Linked DNA regions of Rattus norvegicus: region 2 is linked to region 1. The links are chromatin contacts, called in public Hi-C maps. All regions are on one chromosome and are shown on one strand. Each heading gives the region's core, a stretch centred on a gene start, on an enhancer-like site or on the middle of the called end of the contact. The rest is flanking DNA. Distances are from core to core; before and after follow the strand shown. Region 1 holds the start of Atp8b5p (ATPase, class I, type 8B, member 5, pseudogene). Region 2 holds the start of Cimip2b (ciliary microtubule inner protein 2B).

What was found. Hi-C and Micro-C count contacts between places; a contact is called where the count stands out from the background.
Region 2: a Hi-C map of liver shows a contact between it and region 1, with 2.8 times the contacts expected there. The contact joins the promoter of Cimip2b here to the promoter of Atp8b5p in region 1. A contact is called at or near these places in 9 of 12 Hi-C or Micro-C datasets (Schwann cells, frontal cortex, hepatocytes and 4 more).

What each region holds. Positions count from the first base shown.
Region 1 is chr5:62,297,310-62,305,184 of GRCr8, reverse strand. It overlaps Atp8b5p (ATPase, class I, type 8B, member 5, pseudogene), which reads right to left and starts at 2,972. Exons shown (of 28, transcript XM_063288528.1): 1 at 2,847-2,972. It overlaps Unc13b (unc-13 homolog B), which reads right to left. Exons shown (of 34, transcript NM_022862.3): 32 at 7,686-7,778; 33 at 7,082-7,241; 34 at 5,301-6,919. The coding sequence ends at 6,634.
Region 2 is chr5:62,474,031-62,481,905 of GRCr8, reverse strand. It overlaps Cimip2b (ciliary microtubule inner protein 2B), which reads left to right and starts at 4,094. Exons shown (of 4, transcript XM_063288530.1): 1 at 4,094-7,628. The coding sequence starts at 7,294.

The sequences.
Region 1 (7,875 bases), core at 1,723-4,222:
TCCGAAAAAAAAAAAAAAGAAAAAAAAAAAAGAAAAAAAAAAAGAAAAAAAAAAAAGAACTCAGCATCTAAATAATTTTAAAGTGATCAAAGCTCACTGAACAAAAATCCAGGTGATTCCTCCAGTGAATGATTTAAAAATGCTGATGTCGGAAGTTAAGGATACTGTAGAACTTTTCGATGACTTCTTAGCTTTCTCCCATTAAAAGCCAGAGTCATTATAATGAGCAACAGGTTTCTGGGGATTGAGGTTATCTTTTCCTTCATTCAGTCAGTTCACTTACACTTTGAGACCTTGGCTGGAGAAGGTATTTTGGCATGTAAGAAAGGACCTAATGTAAAGTGGGCATCCAGGGTAGATGGAGTACTAGCTAGTAAGTGAAGGGCATGGGGAATATTAGGGTAATCATTCCTCTGCACCTTGTTCAAGTTCCTGCCGTGATTTTCACCACCTAAGACCACAGCTCTTGTCTGGAAGCTCCTCCTCCCAGAGCTGTGGCTCCAGCCTGACTCTGTATGAACAGTCCTTTGCCTTTATCCTCTCAGCCTTAGGAGAGCTACTCACTGCTGCTGCTAATCCTTGTGTTTACTCCTTCATAGTTCCTTTATCACTGACCAGGCCCTTAGGTCAAATCTTTATGACTGTATCAACTGTCTTTCTGCTAAGTCTCTGATTGCTACATCAGAAAACTGATACATGGAGGCTGAAGAGATGGCTCAGTGGTTCAGAGTATGTACTGCTCTTGCAGAGGACCACAGTTTGATTCCAAGCACCTATATCAGGCAGTTCCCAACAGCCTGTAACTTCAGCTCCAGAGGGGTCTGATGGCTTCAGTAAGCACTGGCACGCAAGTGCACATACCCAAACACAGACCAATACACATAATTAAAATGTAAAAATTTGGGGCTGGAGAGATGGCTCAGTGGTTAAGAGCACTGACTGCTCTTCCAAAGGTCCTGAGTTCAATTCCCAGCAACCACATGGTGGCTCACAACCATCTGTAATGAGATCAGGCCCTCTTCTGGTGTGTCTGAAGACAGCTACAGTGTACTTATATATAATAAATAAATAAAATAAATCTTTAAAAAATGTAAAAATCTTTTAAAGGGGATTAAGAAGAGATGAATGCTTTATTCATTTGAAGTTCCATTCACGTTCCAATACCTTCAAGGGCCCCTTCTCTTTTTCTACTCCAGTCTCCATCTTTCCCAGTCTGCCTAGCCTTCCATGAAGTCTCTGAGCACTCTACTACTGAACAACTCTGCTGTTTACTACTGCTGTGCTGAACCCACTGTGACTTTAGTACTTGTCCTTATGGTTCTCTGACCGTTCAGCTGTTTCGATAGGGGCATTCTTGGGAGGCAATAAATTCATTACGTTAGGTAAGTTCAACTGGAAAGAACATTTGAGGCTGCCTTAACTCCGCATTTCACAGACGCAGATAGTCAGGTTGGCATACAAGAGTCTTTTTCATAGATATACAGCAGCAGAGTTAAGTCTAGAATTTAGATTCTTCCTATTACTTCACTATGCTGTTGAGTCTGCACTAGATACTTAAGTAATTAATATGCTGATGGGTTATTTGTCTCTTATCCAATGCTAGGGCCTGGACCTAGAAGAATACTTGACATATAGGAATTGCTCAACAAATATATTTTCCTTGAACTTGGGACAGAGTTACTTTATCAGAACACAGAGGATTCTGCATAAAACTTCTGTATTCACATAGAGAAAATTTATAGTTTTCAACGTCCATCTCACCCCCTCTAAGTTAGATATGGCAGGAATTACCACTCCAAATATCAATTGCAGAAAACTGTTATGCTAAAGGCCAGACTCCTGAACACTACGTATAAGCACTGAGACTCATATTTATGTCTTCTGATTCTGGCTTCAATACCATTTTTGCCATTTTTATATTGCTTTTTCAGTTTTTCCTTTCTGCTCCTGGGTCTGGGATGATCATGCAAAACATGTGTTGTGAACAGACATGCCACACACTTAGGCTAAAGGAAGTGATTCTAGCCTTTAAAAATCTGCTAGTTCATACCTTCTAGAAGACCTGGAATTTTCTCTACTCTTCTTTTGTTTGATACTTTATCAAGGGGCTGGAGAAACGCTACTCTTCCAGTAGCACTGAGTTCCCACACATGGCAGCTGCTATTGCTCTTTAACTACAGTCTCAGGGGATGTGGTGCTCTCTTCTGGCCTCCAAGGGCCCCAAACACAATTTATACTTATGATCCTACCAGCCAGGAGGCAGAGGCAGGAGGATCAATACAAGTTGCTGAGCAGTCTGGTCTACACAGTGAGTTTCAAGCCAGTTAGGGCTATCCTGCAAGACCCTATCTCAAGGCAAAGTAACAATGTCTACCTTGGCAGTTCCTCGGATACATAAATACCTACTCAGTTTCACATTAGAAAATCTGTTCGTGGTAGAGAGTTTAATTTTTCCTGTCAAGTAGGCATTAAAAGGATGAGAATGACAGCAAATGCCCAAGAATCTTAACACTCTGGGGGAAATGTGCAAACTTCCTTAGTTACTAGGGCTAACAGCTGGGAGACTTAGGGTTAACCTGATTTAAGGATTAGATGGACAAATGTGTGCCCTTTGGGTGCTATCTGGCAGAGAATAAAAACTTGAAGTGTATGGACAAAGACATCTCTAGGAGCGCGCCAGGGAAACCTGTATATTTAAGGAGTACTGACAGAGTTCTCTTGGTGAGTATTACAATAGTTCTCAAAGAAGTAGGAGGCTTAGCAACCGTAGTTCAAGTAATATAAGGTCTCCAAGCAAAGCTGTCAGAAAGAAAACCGTAACTTCTCCTCGGGCGCCCCCTACTTACCGTCGCCTCACAGCCTTCTACTCCAGCAACCTCCATCTTAACGCACCTTTCTGCGCAGGTGCCACAGAGCCACAGCTTCCGCCCAGGGCTGGACCTGCCCACCCACGCGCTGCCACGGGCGTCTCCAGCCACGCCCCCGTCTCCAGCCACGCCCCCGTCTCCAGCCACGCCCCCGTCTTTCTGCTACCCTCGCCCTAACCAGGATACAGCAGATGAAAAGTCTGGCTTTGAAGTAGTTGGGTCCTAAATCCCTGAGATGGCTGAGTCCTGTAGAGATGAAATCCTCAGATCCTTCCGGGGGCTAACTACATGCTAATGAGGGGAGAATGGCAATGGAGAGTGCTGCCAGAGTTGGTCGAGTCCCAATGGCTTCCAGAGGTGACAGACTAATATAGAAGGTAGTGGAAAGGGTGGCTAGACATTAACAAGGACCCAAGAATGTAAAGCAGCACCGAGGGGCACAGTGCACAAGTATGTAGGGAACTATAAGGGCAATAATTCAGTCAGCTGCAGGATTGTGTGTGTGGATATGTGGTGGGTGTGCCCTCCTGGTGAGACTTAAGTTTCAGCTTAGAAGCCAAGGTGACCACTGAGTAGCTTTGACCTGAAAAGAGGAAGGACCCAGAGAGATAGCTTAGTGGTTAAAAGCACTTGTTCTTGCAGAGAACATCCATATGGTGTCTCACAACCATCCATAACTCCAGTTCCAGAATCTGATGCCTCCTTTGACCTCTGTGGGTACCAGGCACCCAGGTGGTGCACTAGCATACATGCAGGCAAACACCCATACACACGAAAGTACATACAACTTTAAAGTACTTTTTAAAAAGAGAGCAGGAACAAAGGCTGGGGTTTATCCGCGATCCAGGGGAGGGGAAATAAAAAAATACGAGGGACGAGAAGTTAGACAGAGTCCCTGATACAAACATGAGGGGTCATGACTAAGTAATAAAGACTGTGAACTTCCAAGATGCCTGGCTTCTTCTTTACCCTCTTGACCTGAGACAAAGGCCGGAATGTAAAATAAATAAATTAAACCAGAAAAGGAACATCAGAGCACGGAGGAGCACTTCTGTAACAGGTTAGGAAGAGGAGGAGGAGGAGGAGGAGGAGGAGGAGGAGGAGGAGGAGGAGGAGGAGGTGGTGGTTGTCTTATGGGCTTTTTTAAAAACTCCTCCTGCCAGTGGGGCCCCTGCTGAGGGACTGGCTCAGCAAGTTCAAGACAGGTCAGGACATGGTTATACAATAGTTGTAGGCCAACCAACTAACTGTCCTGTCTTTTTTTAAACACACCAACCCTAAATTAGGGGAGGAAGAACCTTCACACTTGACAAGTTCCTAGCCATCAAGAAGCTGGGCTTCTGCTTTGCAGAAGAGTCTCTCTCTCTCTCCTTTGCAGGACAGTCCCTGCTGAATAGGAATGTTTTCTCACTTTTAATAAAAAGCTTTCTTCCAACTGCTGAATCTGCCCTTTTGCAATTTCTCTATAGCTACCTGTCTGTCACAGCTGAGATTTTTTTCCCCCCGCTCTGCTTGTAGCTCTTCAACTGGCAGAGAAAACGAACCCAATCAAGTCCCGTGACAACTAGTGGTAGTGGAACTAGAAAGTAGGTAGTAGGTTTCCAGGAACATTCCATTTATCAGCATGGTCTAACTGTAGCCTGGAACTGCCATGTGGACCAAGCTGGCCGCAGATTCACGGAGATCCAAATGTCTATCTCCCAACTGTTGCTCTTAACATGTGAGCCGCCCTACCCAGGCCCTGGGGACAATTTTGATGCACAGGACAGAAAGTAGCTGTTTTAGGAGGGGAGTGGGAGAAGGAAGAAGCTTTAAAATGACCGGGCAACTGAATAGAAAGTCTCTATTTAGCACACAATGGAAGTGGGTCCAGTTTCCTGTTGCAGGTGCTAGCTGTGGTAGGAAGGAGTTTATGAGGTCTGTATTTTCTGATTCCATGAGGCCTCATTTTAACCTTCCTTTCTCTACCTTCCAAGTTTTGCTACCACAGATTATCTGCCTTCAAGAGCTGGGGCAAAAAGCCCAGCCTGGGCTGTCACAGCAGCCTGGGCCCTATGCTATACTCTGCTCTGCTCTGCCTCTCTCCTCTGCCCAGGCTGTGATCTGCCCCAGTGATCCTGGACAAGGAAGGAGGAAGCATGGACTACTTTTCTGTGGCACCTGTCAGCTCCTTCCCTTCTGCACCTTTTGCAGGAAGCTGATGTCCTATGTAACAAGACTGTTTATCAGACTGGTTGTCTCAGTCAAAACCAAAATGAATCAGCCTAATGACTGTGGAGTCAGTGGTCATTCAGAACACTTAGTTTCCACCATTGGCTATAAGTGGAGTGGGGAGGGGGAGTGTAACCAGGGGTTATTAGTCCAAAAGCTATGAATAAACATGACAATCATTTTTATAGTTTTCCAAATATTTACAGAATTCCAGACTCCAAAAGTTGTTATAAGATAATTTATTAAAGTCTACCCTACAATTTCCCATAATAATGGCACATATAATAATTAAAAACAGCAAAGATGCTCAGTTTGTTTCCTGTATTGTGGCGCACTGTGGAAAATGTTGAGTCCATAGCAATTTCAGGAGGCTACTATCAGGAAATCCAAGGATCAAGCTACATTTCTGACCAAGAGTCCAGGAAGCTCATCTGACCTGCTGAAAGGGTTTGTCTTTGACCTTCCAGCAAGTCCTAAAGTCCCCCCTCCATCCAGCTCATACAGAGGAATGAAAGTCCAAGTTCCTTCTTTATGCTTGACCAATCCGTGGGGAACAGCAGCTGATCCCAAAGAAAAGAGGAAGGCCAAAGACTAGATGCTTTCTGTAAGGAGGACGGCCAGAAGCTTGTGGCCATGGGTGAGAACAGTTCTTTCTAGACCATTTTCCATTATTTTTTGGCTTTGATCAGGGACTACTCAAGAAAATATCCTTGGATCCTTAGTTAGCCTTCAAGTCTATACATATAAGATATTGTGTTGTGTTGTGTTGTGGTATGTGTGTGTGTGTGTGTGTGTGTGTGTGTGTGTGTATGTGTGTGTGTGTGTTCTAAGCATCACTCCCTGCTTACAGGAGTAGGGAGCTGGGAGTACTCTGGGCAGATGAGACCCCTGGTGCCTGGATTCCAAAGAAATATTCTGCTCAGGGCTCCAAAGCACCATGTGAACCTGCTTTGACTTATGACAGCTATTCTGAGCAAAGGAAATAGCTCGGTGTCTTTGCAGAAGAAGGTATCTTGTTCAGTTTCCAAGCCTTGTTCTCACTGAAGCCACACAAACCAGTCCTGCTGCTCAAGTGACAGTGGATTCCATTCTTTGTGTTCCTGCTCTGGCCAATCTCCACTGTGCATCATGGAGTCAGCCAGGTACAAGCTCCAGGCCTTCTAAACATGTTCTAATGAGGAGCACATAAGTGCCTACCTGGAAAAGTGTGGTTTAGAGAAGGGTGGAAGTGGGAAGTGGAGGGGACAGTTGTCTACCAAGAATAACTGGCACTCTTGGAATGTCTGTCCCTCTCTATTTGTGGAAAAACCTCTCCATGAAGTAGCTTCTACAGCTCAGCTTCTAGCACCACAGACCTACTGGTTGGGGATTCAGGACTTTTCTCTAAAGAGCCATAGTCTTAACTACCCCAAGATTCTCCTTAGTCATCCTTAACTGGGAGAGTCAGCTTTTTGACTACGAGGACTCTAAGCTGGCTACACAGCTAACTCTCCCTGACTGATCTGAGCAGTGGGTGCTGTCTGGATGGCACACAAGGCAAAGATGGCAGAGATGGTCAGCTCCCTTCCTCTATGGATCGAGACTCTGACTTGAGCTTCACGAACTCTCGGGCTACCTCATCATTGCTCCTCTGAGACAGAATCCGGAGAATGGTCATGCCTGTCTCATCCATGTGGATCTTCCGGCCCAACGGGCACCAGCAGGCACAGCTGCCCTTAGCTGCCACATCCCTCAGGGGCATCACTGCCAGTCCTATCACACGATCCTCCCGGGCAAAGCAGTAATCCTTCACGCATATCTGCAATTCATAGGCCTCGGGACCCTCTTCATTTCCCAGGAGGCTATGAGCACAGGGATAAAAAGCCAGAAATGAACATTTTCTGCTCAATCCATCCAAGGTTGACATCTAACCAGTTGGTCTACTCCCACTTTCTTCAGCCTTACCACCCAGCACTCCCCAGTTCCAGAGCTCCATAGGTTTCCTTTTCTGTAACTTAACTTACAAATGAAAAGTCTCGTTGTACTTGGGAGTCCAGCTGTTACTTTTAGACTTGGTTGTGAACTTCCTCTTCTTATCGCTTTGGTGTGGGCCAACCATGGTCACTTCCACAAAAGGCCGGAACATACCTGCTGTCTGCCACTTGAGATCATTGGCTGCTACCACTAACCAAACAAGGGAGATCTGTGAGAGATCCCACCAGTATTCCCAGTTCTTTTTTTTTTTTTTTTTTGAGCTGGGGACCGTACCCAGGGCCTTCTGCTTGCTAGGCAAGCGCTCTACCACTGAGCTAAATCCCCAACCCCGTATTCCCAGTTCTTAAGCCCTAGGTCATGTTTCCCTTGGGGAGGATGGAGCCGGAGCACTGGGAAAGCCCCTGCTTTCAAGAGATGAGTGAGGCCATGGTAAGAGAGGGTCACACTCTGCCGGACTAGCCTCATCCTCTCCCACTAAGACCAGACAAGGCAGTCCAGTTAGGGGAACAGGATCCACAGACAGGAAGCAGATTCAGATCCCTGAGGGATGGGGCCTGGGAGGAGAGGGAGGCCAGATATAGGAGAGTAAAGTGAATAGATAAAGGGTTGGATGTCTAAGTGAACAGCACTCACCTTTCACTGTGACCTTATGCTCCCCAGTGCCAGGATGTGTAAACAAGTCCACCTGAATAGAGACTTCTCCCACAGGGTCGTCCACACCAGCCCCTGAGGGACAGACAGATGAATGCCCACGGGAGAACTAGAGTCCAGCTCACCTGAGGGTTTAGAATGCCCCACCTCACACCCTACCCTGAAGCAGGAA
Region 2 (7,875 bases), core at 2,845-5,344, 180 kb before region 1:
AGAGAGGCTACTTAAGAGAGAGTAGCGCAGAGAAAGAGATAGAAAGGAGAAGGGGCAGTTTTACTGGGAGAATTTTACAGAGACAGGTTGCAGGGAGAACAAGCTAGACACAGATGAAGACAATGAACCAGAGAACGAGAAGGAGACAGAAGATCAGGACAGATTGCCAAAGTTAGTTTGAGGCCAAGCAGAGTAATTTAGCGAGAAGCGGAGAGAAGCCAGGTTGAATCAGTCATCTTGGAGGAGTTTGAACCAGAACAGCTGAGTTGAACCAACCAATCAGAGTTCAGAAAGAACTACAAAAGAGCGAGCATACTATTCAGCAGTAAGTCTCAGAGACAGAAGACATTCTAGACCTATATTAGATTGTATGGAGGCTAGAAGCTTCCAGGCCAAGGCCTAGGTTAGCGGACTGAGGCAGTAAGCCTCAGAGAGGACAATTAAACAGGAGAATAAGAGTTCCTATTACAGACTATGTGAGGAAGAGGAAGGTTCCTGGGCATCACCGTCCATGGAGACCCTCTTCCTGACACATGTGGCCAGCTGCTTCCATGCCCTGCTGTCCTGACTTCCTCACCACGATGGACTATACCCTCACTGAGCCAGAGTAAAGCCTTTCTCCTTAAGTTGTCTATGTCAGGTATACTGCACAGCAACGGAGGTAACCGTTGATCCCTAAGTTAAAGACTCCTCTGTTGAGGAATCCCCCAGTTCTTTCTGTTGGCCTGCCCTTGCCTCTGAACTTCAGACTGTTCAATTATATTGATGACTCATTACCTTCACCTGAATATGTGTTTCTAAAGAATGAATGGGCCAGCCCAACTCTTGGAAGATGAAGGCAGGAGGATCAATAATTCAAGGCCATTTTTAGCTACACAGAGCTGGAGGCCAGACTGGGCTATCTCAAGCAAAACGGCCAAAACAGAACAAATCAACGGATACAAAAACTATTAAAAAAAAGAAAAAAGAAAAAAAGAAAAGAAAAAAAAATAAGGCCTCTCTACGTAGTTCTTAGAACTTTCTAGGTAGACCAGGCTGGCCTCACACTCAGAGATCTGCCTGCCTCTGCCTCTCGAATGCTGGGACTAAAGATGTGCGTCACCAGGCCTGGCACAAAAACTTGATTTTTCTTTTAATCCCAACTTCCCTCTAAGTGTTCCCCATCTCAGTAAGTCCCATAAGTGCTCAGGTGAGAAAACTGAGTTAGCCCTGACTCCTGTCTCCTGTACCCAGCTCATCAGCAAACACCCTGAGACGTCGCTGAAATCTGTCTGCAGCGTGAGCACTTTGCACACCCTGCGACCTCTGACCCAGTGTTCCACTTCCCATCTCTTGGCTGGGCTCTCACAGTACCCTCCTTTCAGGCCTCCATGTTAATTAATGCCTTTGCCCTTTTATAATGTTTCTTTTCAACCTTCCTAACTCTGCTACCCTTTAATACAGTTCCTCATGTTGTGGTGATCTCCAATCATAAAGTTACTTCCTTGCTACTTCATAACTAATTTTGCTACTGTTATAAATTGTAATGCAAATGTGTTTTCAGATGGTCTTAGGAGACCCATGTAAAAGGGTTGTTTGACCTCAAAGGGTCCTGACCCACAGGTTGAGAACAGCTGTTCTACAAAGGTGTTGGGCTTTTTGTTTGTTTTCAGTTCTAGGAATCCAACCCAGGGCCAGGCAAGTGCTTATCAGAATCACACCTGCAGTCCCCGCTTTCCCCAGAATATTCTTTTTTTTTTTTTCTTTTTCTTTTTTCCTTTTTTTTTTTTTTTTCCGGGGCTGGGGACCGAACCCAGGACCTTGCGCTTCCTAGGTAAGCACTCTACCACTGAGCCAAATCCCCAACCCCTCTTTTTTTTTTTTTAAAGATTTATTTTGAGGCAGGGTTTCTCCGTGTAGCCCTGGCTATCCTCAACTCAATATGTAGACCAGGCTGGCCTCAATCTCACTGGGATCCACCTGCCTCTACCTCTGGAGTGCTGGAGTTAAAGGTGTGGGACACCATACTGGGCCTGATCAGTATTTTAAAAATTACATTTGAGTTTGCATTTATTTGTGTGTGTGTGTGTGTGTGTGTGTGTGTGTGTGTGTGTGTGTGTGTACACATGCCATGGTATGCATTTGGAGGTCAGAGGACAACTTGTCGGAGTAGAGTAGCTTCTCTTCTATCATGTGGACCCCAGCATCACACTGGGGTCCATTAGGAGTGGGGACAAGCAACTTTATCTACTGAACCAAGTCACTGACTCGATCTTTAAAGCCATGATATTAACATTTAAGTGTAATGTTTACTATACGGGTATTTTGAGTAGTAACTTACATCAACTACCTATTATCAGAAGAGTGCCATGTAACAGGCTATATCAAATCTCAGTCATGTAGCCAGACATCATGGTGCACATCTGTGATTGTGATCACTTGGGAGGCAGAGGCAGGCAGACCAGGAGCAGAGCTGCTAACAGGAAAGGACCAGAATAAGGAGTCCGCTATTGCTCCCAACCAGGCCCGCCTTGCAGTCGTACCAACACCCAGAGTTGGATTCAGAGTCTGGATCTGTCAGTGGATGAAAGCATTATTTGGAGAAGAGCCCTCAGGATCTAGTCTCTGGAAACACTCACTCACAGGCCGAGCTTTGCACTGCCGAGCTAGGCATCTTTCTACACAATCGAGCAGGCATACAAGCAAACTCCATAGATGTGCACGTTGCCCTCCCCTCCGGTCGCTATGAGAGCATGCCCGGACTAACCTGCTGGTCTAGGAGGGAACCTGGGGAGAGGTGGGAAGAGGGCAAAGGCTCTCACCAGCCCCATGGTAGAGAGCCAACCTCAGCCAATCCACAGAGTTGTAAGAATAGCTGCTGTCTTATGGCACTGATTGGGGTTAAGGCATTTTGTTTTGGTTGGCTTAACCCAACCCAGGGCCTTGCGCTTCCTAGGCAAGCGCTCTACCACTGAGCTAAATCCCCAACCCCGGTTGGCTTAGTTTTTGAAACAGTGTTCCTATGTAGGTCAAGCTGGCCTCCAGCTCACTATGTGGCTAAGCCTGGCCTTGAACTCCTGGTGTGCTTGCTGCCATGACGGGCTGAGATCTGAGAAACCACAAACAAACAAAAAAATCCTTCCTCCAAGATGTTGTTTCTGCCAGGTATTTGGGGAAGAAAAGCCCGTGTGTAGCTGCTTTCAGTGTCTCCGGTTCACACCTCCTGCACAGACTCCAGTGATCCAAGTTAAGTTCAAGCTAGACTGTTGACATTGGCGGAGGTCAGGAGGGCATTATTCTAAACAATGATGTAGGAAGTGAATTTCTAAAGTAGCACATAAGTCTAGTGTTACGTGGTAGGCTTGACCCTAGGACATACCGAAGCACATGCCAACAGCCTGGTCTCCGTACCCCTGTTACAGGGCCTTCCTAGCTGGCACACTCCGCCCCCTCCCCAGAACTCTCCAGCCCAGGAGGTTGGGCTGCTCTTCTCTATACAATCCAGTCACTTTGGTTAGCTGCTCTCTTTGGGCCTCCTGCTGCTGCACCTGGTCCCTCTCTGTCCCCTCTTCTCCCCTCCCCCCAACCCCACAGGGCTCAGGGTCATGTCACGCCCACTCTGGAGTCTCCCAGAGTCCCTGGCTTTGACTATGATCGCCCGCATTTTATAATACACGTCTCCTCCAGCATCCCTGGGCAGTCATCTTTCCTTTCCTTTCCTCTTTTTTCCCACTCTGTCTTGTAACTTCTCAGGGGCTGTTCTCGTGACCACACTCACAAACTGTAGAAGGCCAATGTAAAACTTGTAGTCAAACAACTCAGACGCATTTTGTACTGAGTATGTATATGGATGCACATGCCTATGGCTGGCTAGTTCTATGTCACTGTGACACAGTTAGAGTCACCTGAGAGGAGGGACCCTCAATTAAACAAAGGCCTCCCTCAGACCGTGCTGTGGGCAAGCCAGTGAGGCAGAGGGCGCAGCCCACTGTGGGTGGGGCCGCCCCTGGGCTGGAGGTCCTGGGTTCTATGGGGAATCAGGCTGAGCATGTCAGGGGGAGCAAGCCGGTAAGCAACACTCCTATTTTGTCTCATGACGTCTAAGGTAAACGTCTGGAATCTAGGCTATCATTCTAGCGTTTCTTTTTAAAACAGCTCTATTGTATCTATGGTATGTATTTTAAATTGACCACTTAGGCTGGCCTTGAACTTGCCATGTAGCTGAGGTCATTGAGGATGATCTTAAACCCCCGGTTCTCTCCTCCCTATCTCTTAACTCCTGGGATTATGCCCTGGAGTCTATATTTAAAAAAGAAAATCTTTCTTTCCTTTTAATGATTTATTTTTTATTTTGTGTGCATTGGTGTTTTGCCTGAATGTATGTTTGTGTGACAGTTTTGGATCTTCTGGAACTGGAGTGACACACAGTTGTGAGCTGCCATGTAGATGCTGGGAATTGAACCCGTCTTTTGGGAGAGCAGTCAGCATGTTCTTAAACACTGAGCCACCTCTCCAGCCCCTATTTTTTTTTTTTTATAACTAATAAGTATTGTGTTCTATGTAATTTAGGGGGTGGGGACTTCTCACTTCTTGTTGCAATTTTGGGAGAGAGTTCTCAAAGGTCTGGTATTTTCTATTTTAGTTTTCGGTGTGTGTGTGTGTGTGTGTGTGTGTGTGTGTGTGTGTGTGTGATTAATGGTTTCATTCTGTAGTCTAGGCTGGCTCTGAACTCTTGGAAATCCTTCCTTACTCTCCAGAATGTTGGAACTTCAGGTGTGAGCAACTGTGTCCCACTTTTGCTCATCCTGCTGGTGACATATGCTTGCCCAGGGGTGACTTACTGGTCAGGCAGTGGACTGGGAACCACATGAAACTTACGAGAGGATCAAGGGAGGCCTGAAAGCTGTGGCTGCAATTCTGGCCCAGTGTGGCCCAGGCAGGCTGCGGCTTCTCTAACTGGACCTTTGTTTTGTGGGTGGGCAGCCACACCCAACACTGATATCAGGTATGGCAGCTCCCTTGAGTGGTTTGTGTTACTGTGGCGACCCCTAGCGGAGGGAGGCACAGAGGTCATGAGCGTTCCGGTTCGCGAGCCATTACACTGTTTTTCTGGTTAGAATACTCTTCAAGGGCTTAACAAATATCCTTTACAGAGATGGGAAACAAGGCTATCCCACTAACGAGAACACACTTTCTCACATAAATAACACACATCTAGACAAAGTCTGATGTTTTGTTTTTCATGTAGCCCAGGCTAACCTCAAACTCCCTATATAGATAAGGATGACTTTGACCCCTCTCCACTCCCTCCCCATTCTCTTGCTTCTATCTCCCAAGCACTGTGATTATGGGGTGGGCGTGGCAGATGATAAAGCACGATAGTCAGGCACCTACCAAGTGAACTATGTCACCAGCTCCTAACCTGTTTCCTCTTGTTAAAAAAAAAGTTGCAATGCTAGGGACTTGACCAGAGCCTTGTGTGTACGCAGTAAGTGACCTGCCACCGAGTCACTTTGCTTTAAGCATGTGGTTTCGCTTTAACTCACACCCTGAGTCTCACTGCTACTATCTCTTCTGCAGGCTTGGTGGCCCGTGCCTATAACCACCACTCAGGAGGTGGAGGCAGGAGATCAGCAGTTCAGGGTCACTCACAACTACACAGTGAGTGTGGGCTCTGTGAGACTGTCCTCAGTCACCTCTCCCACGGGGGTGGGGTGGGGGTGTGGAGGTGGGGAGACCGTTCTCTCTAACCCTCGGCTTTGAACTGTAACCTGTCCACTTTTCTATTTCATCCTCTTCCCTACCCCCACATCCGCAGCTGCCCTTGAGTCTTCTTCCCCATTTCCACCAAATATTATGGGCTGCGGTTGTCTTAGCAACTTAGCACAAAACACTGAGCGCCTGCATGTCCCATGCTGTCTGCTTTACTCTAGGAAGCAGTGACATCCATCATCCTGTGTTTCAGCCTCGAGAACTGAGGGGCAATGAATGTGGGTAGGCTCAACATGGAGTGAGGTTAAAAGTCTGAGCCAACTGTGTGCTTTAAGACATGGTTGGGCTATGTTAGGCCAGGCAGGTAATCCTCCTGCCTCACCTCCCAAGTGCTAGCGTTAGAGGAGTGTGCTGCCTCGTTTAGCTTTGAGCCTGTTTAGCTTTTGAAGTCTTTAAGGAATGACACTTAGGCTCTAAGTGAAAGAAAGTGACCTTAACAATAATGGAATAGAAAAGCGGGTCAATTCAGCTGCTCAGTCACTCTCAGAGGCGATGTCCTGGGTAAGCATTCTCAAGGGTTCAAGATGTCTGCTCAAGCGTTCCACCATCACCTCAAGGACCATCTAGAGGCAGAAAACAACCTCATCTCCTCTTGTGTCTCTCCTGAGGATTGAAGGCTATCCCCCAGGTCCGGCTACGGCATATTTCCTCCATCTTATCCAGAGGGTTAGTAGCCCAGGCTAACAATCTAGAGAGTTTTAAAATGCAGAGTTGGCTTGTCTGCTGGTTTCAGTCCTTTATCCTTACACGACTCTCCTTCCCTGAACTCTCTGAGTGGGGGCCTCCTCTCTCCCTCCCACGGCGTTACCACTCACCAGCATTCTGTGTCAGAAGGCGAGGCGTCCTCCTGAGGCCTTAGTAGCTGCTCCTTTCACTTAGCTCAGCGAGGCTGCTGACCCTCAGAGCCTTAGTAAGCTCAGGCATTTTAACCCTCACACTGGAGATCGGAGAAGTTGGGGGCAGAGGAAGTTAAGGTATCTACTCCAAGAGGTTGAGGCCCTCAGACAGAAGCCAAGGCCTGCTGGGCCTTACGCCCCAGTTCTTGCCCCCGCTCCACATTCTTCTGAGTTCATATCTCTGTGTCCTGGGTATATACTTGGGTGGTAGAGGACTTGCTGAGCATGTGGCAGGTCTGTGTTTCCAGCTCTGGCATACAGGTATAGATTAATTTGGGCTTCAGAGCAGGTGGTAAACAATACCATCTGCAGTTGCACATGAGGACAGCGGCTCAGTTTTACCCAGAGGCTCATGGACCTTCTGCATGGTGCATCCTGCCATCCTCAGGGTGCTGAGCCGAGCAGGGCATATCAATGAGTGGATGGAGTATAGCAGCCATCCAGTAAATAACCCCTGTATTAATTCCAATTACCTTACTGACCATGCCTACAGTCTCTAGGCTTGCCCCGTCCCCACCCCATTATCTCTCTCTGGATGACTCAAACTCTTCTTGAAGCCTCTTTCTACAAGCCTCACCGGGTACCACAACCCCCTCTCTTCAGCCAGGAAGGGCCTAAAGTAGGGAATCTTTTGAGATAGAGCCAAATGGCCTGGCAGGCCTCATCCCCCGCCTCCCACCTAGAGGCTTCGCAGGATGAAGGCAGCTATTCCCCTCAGCCCCTGCCCTGCTCCATGTGCCAGCATGGCACTGGCCCCAGGGAGACCAAGAAGCTGCTCTCCGTCCTGGTCTGCTGGCTTGGCCCTAGCAATCCCCACCCTCTGCCCCGCCCCCTTCCTCCGGCCCCATACCCCTGGACACGGTACACAGGGCCCAGAGTCCCTCCTGGAAGGGAAATAGAAAGAACTGCTTCGGTTCCCATGGCTATGGTCAACACTTTCATCCCAGGGCTCAGCCCTCAGAATCCGCACTATATTCCGGGGTAAGACGTCTCCCCAGAGTGCTCTCCTGCTTGCTTCGGGAATGGGGCTTGGGATACAGGATGGTTCACTCAGACAATGGGGTCAAGCTGACTTGAGACCGGGGTGTCTGTGGTGTGCCATGGAAAAGGGAGGCGAGCGGCTTTAAGAGCTGGGTCTAACTAAGCTTTGTGTTGCCTTCCTCCATGGAAACAGGGCGAAAGCGGGAGGGCGGGACACCCAGGCAGAGGGCTCAGGAGTGCGTGTTCC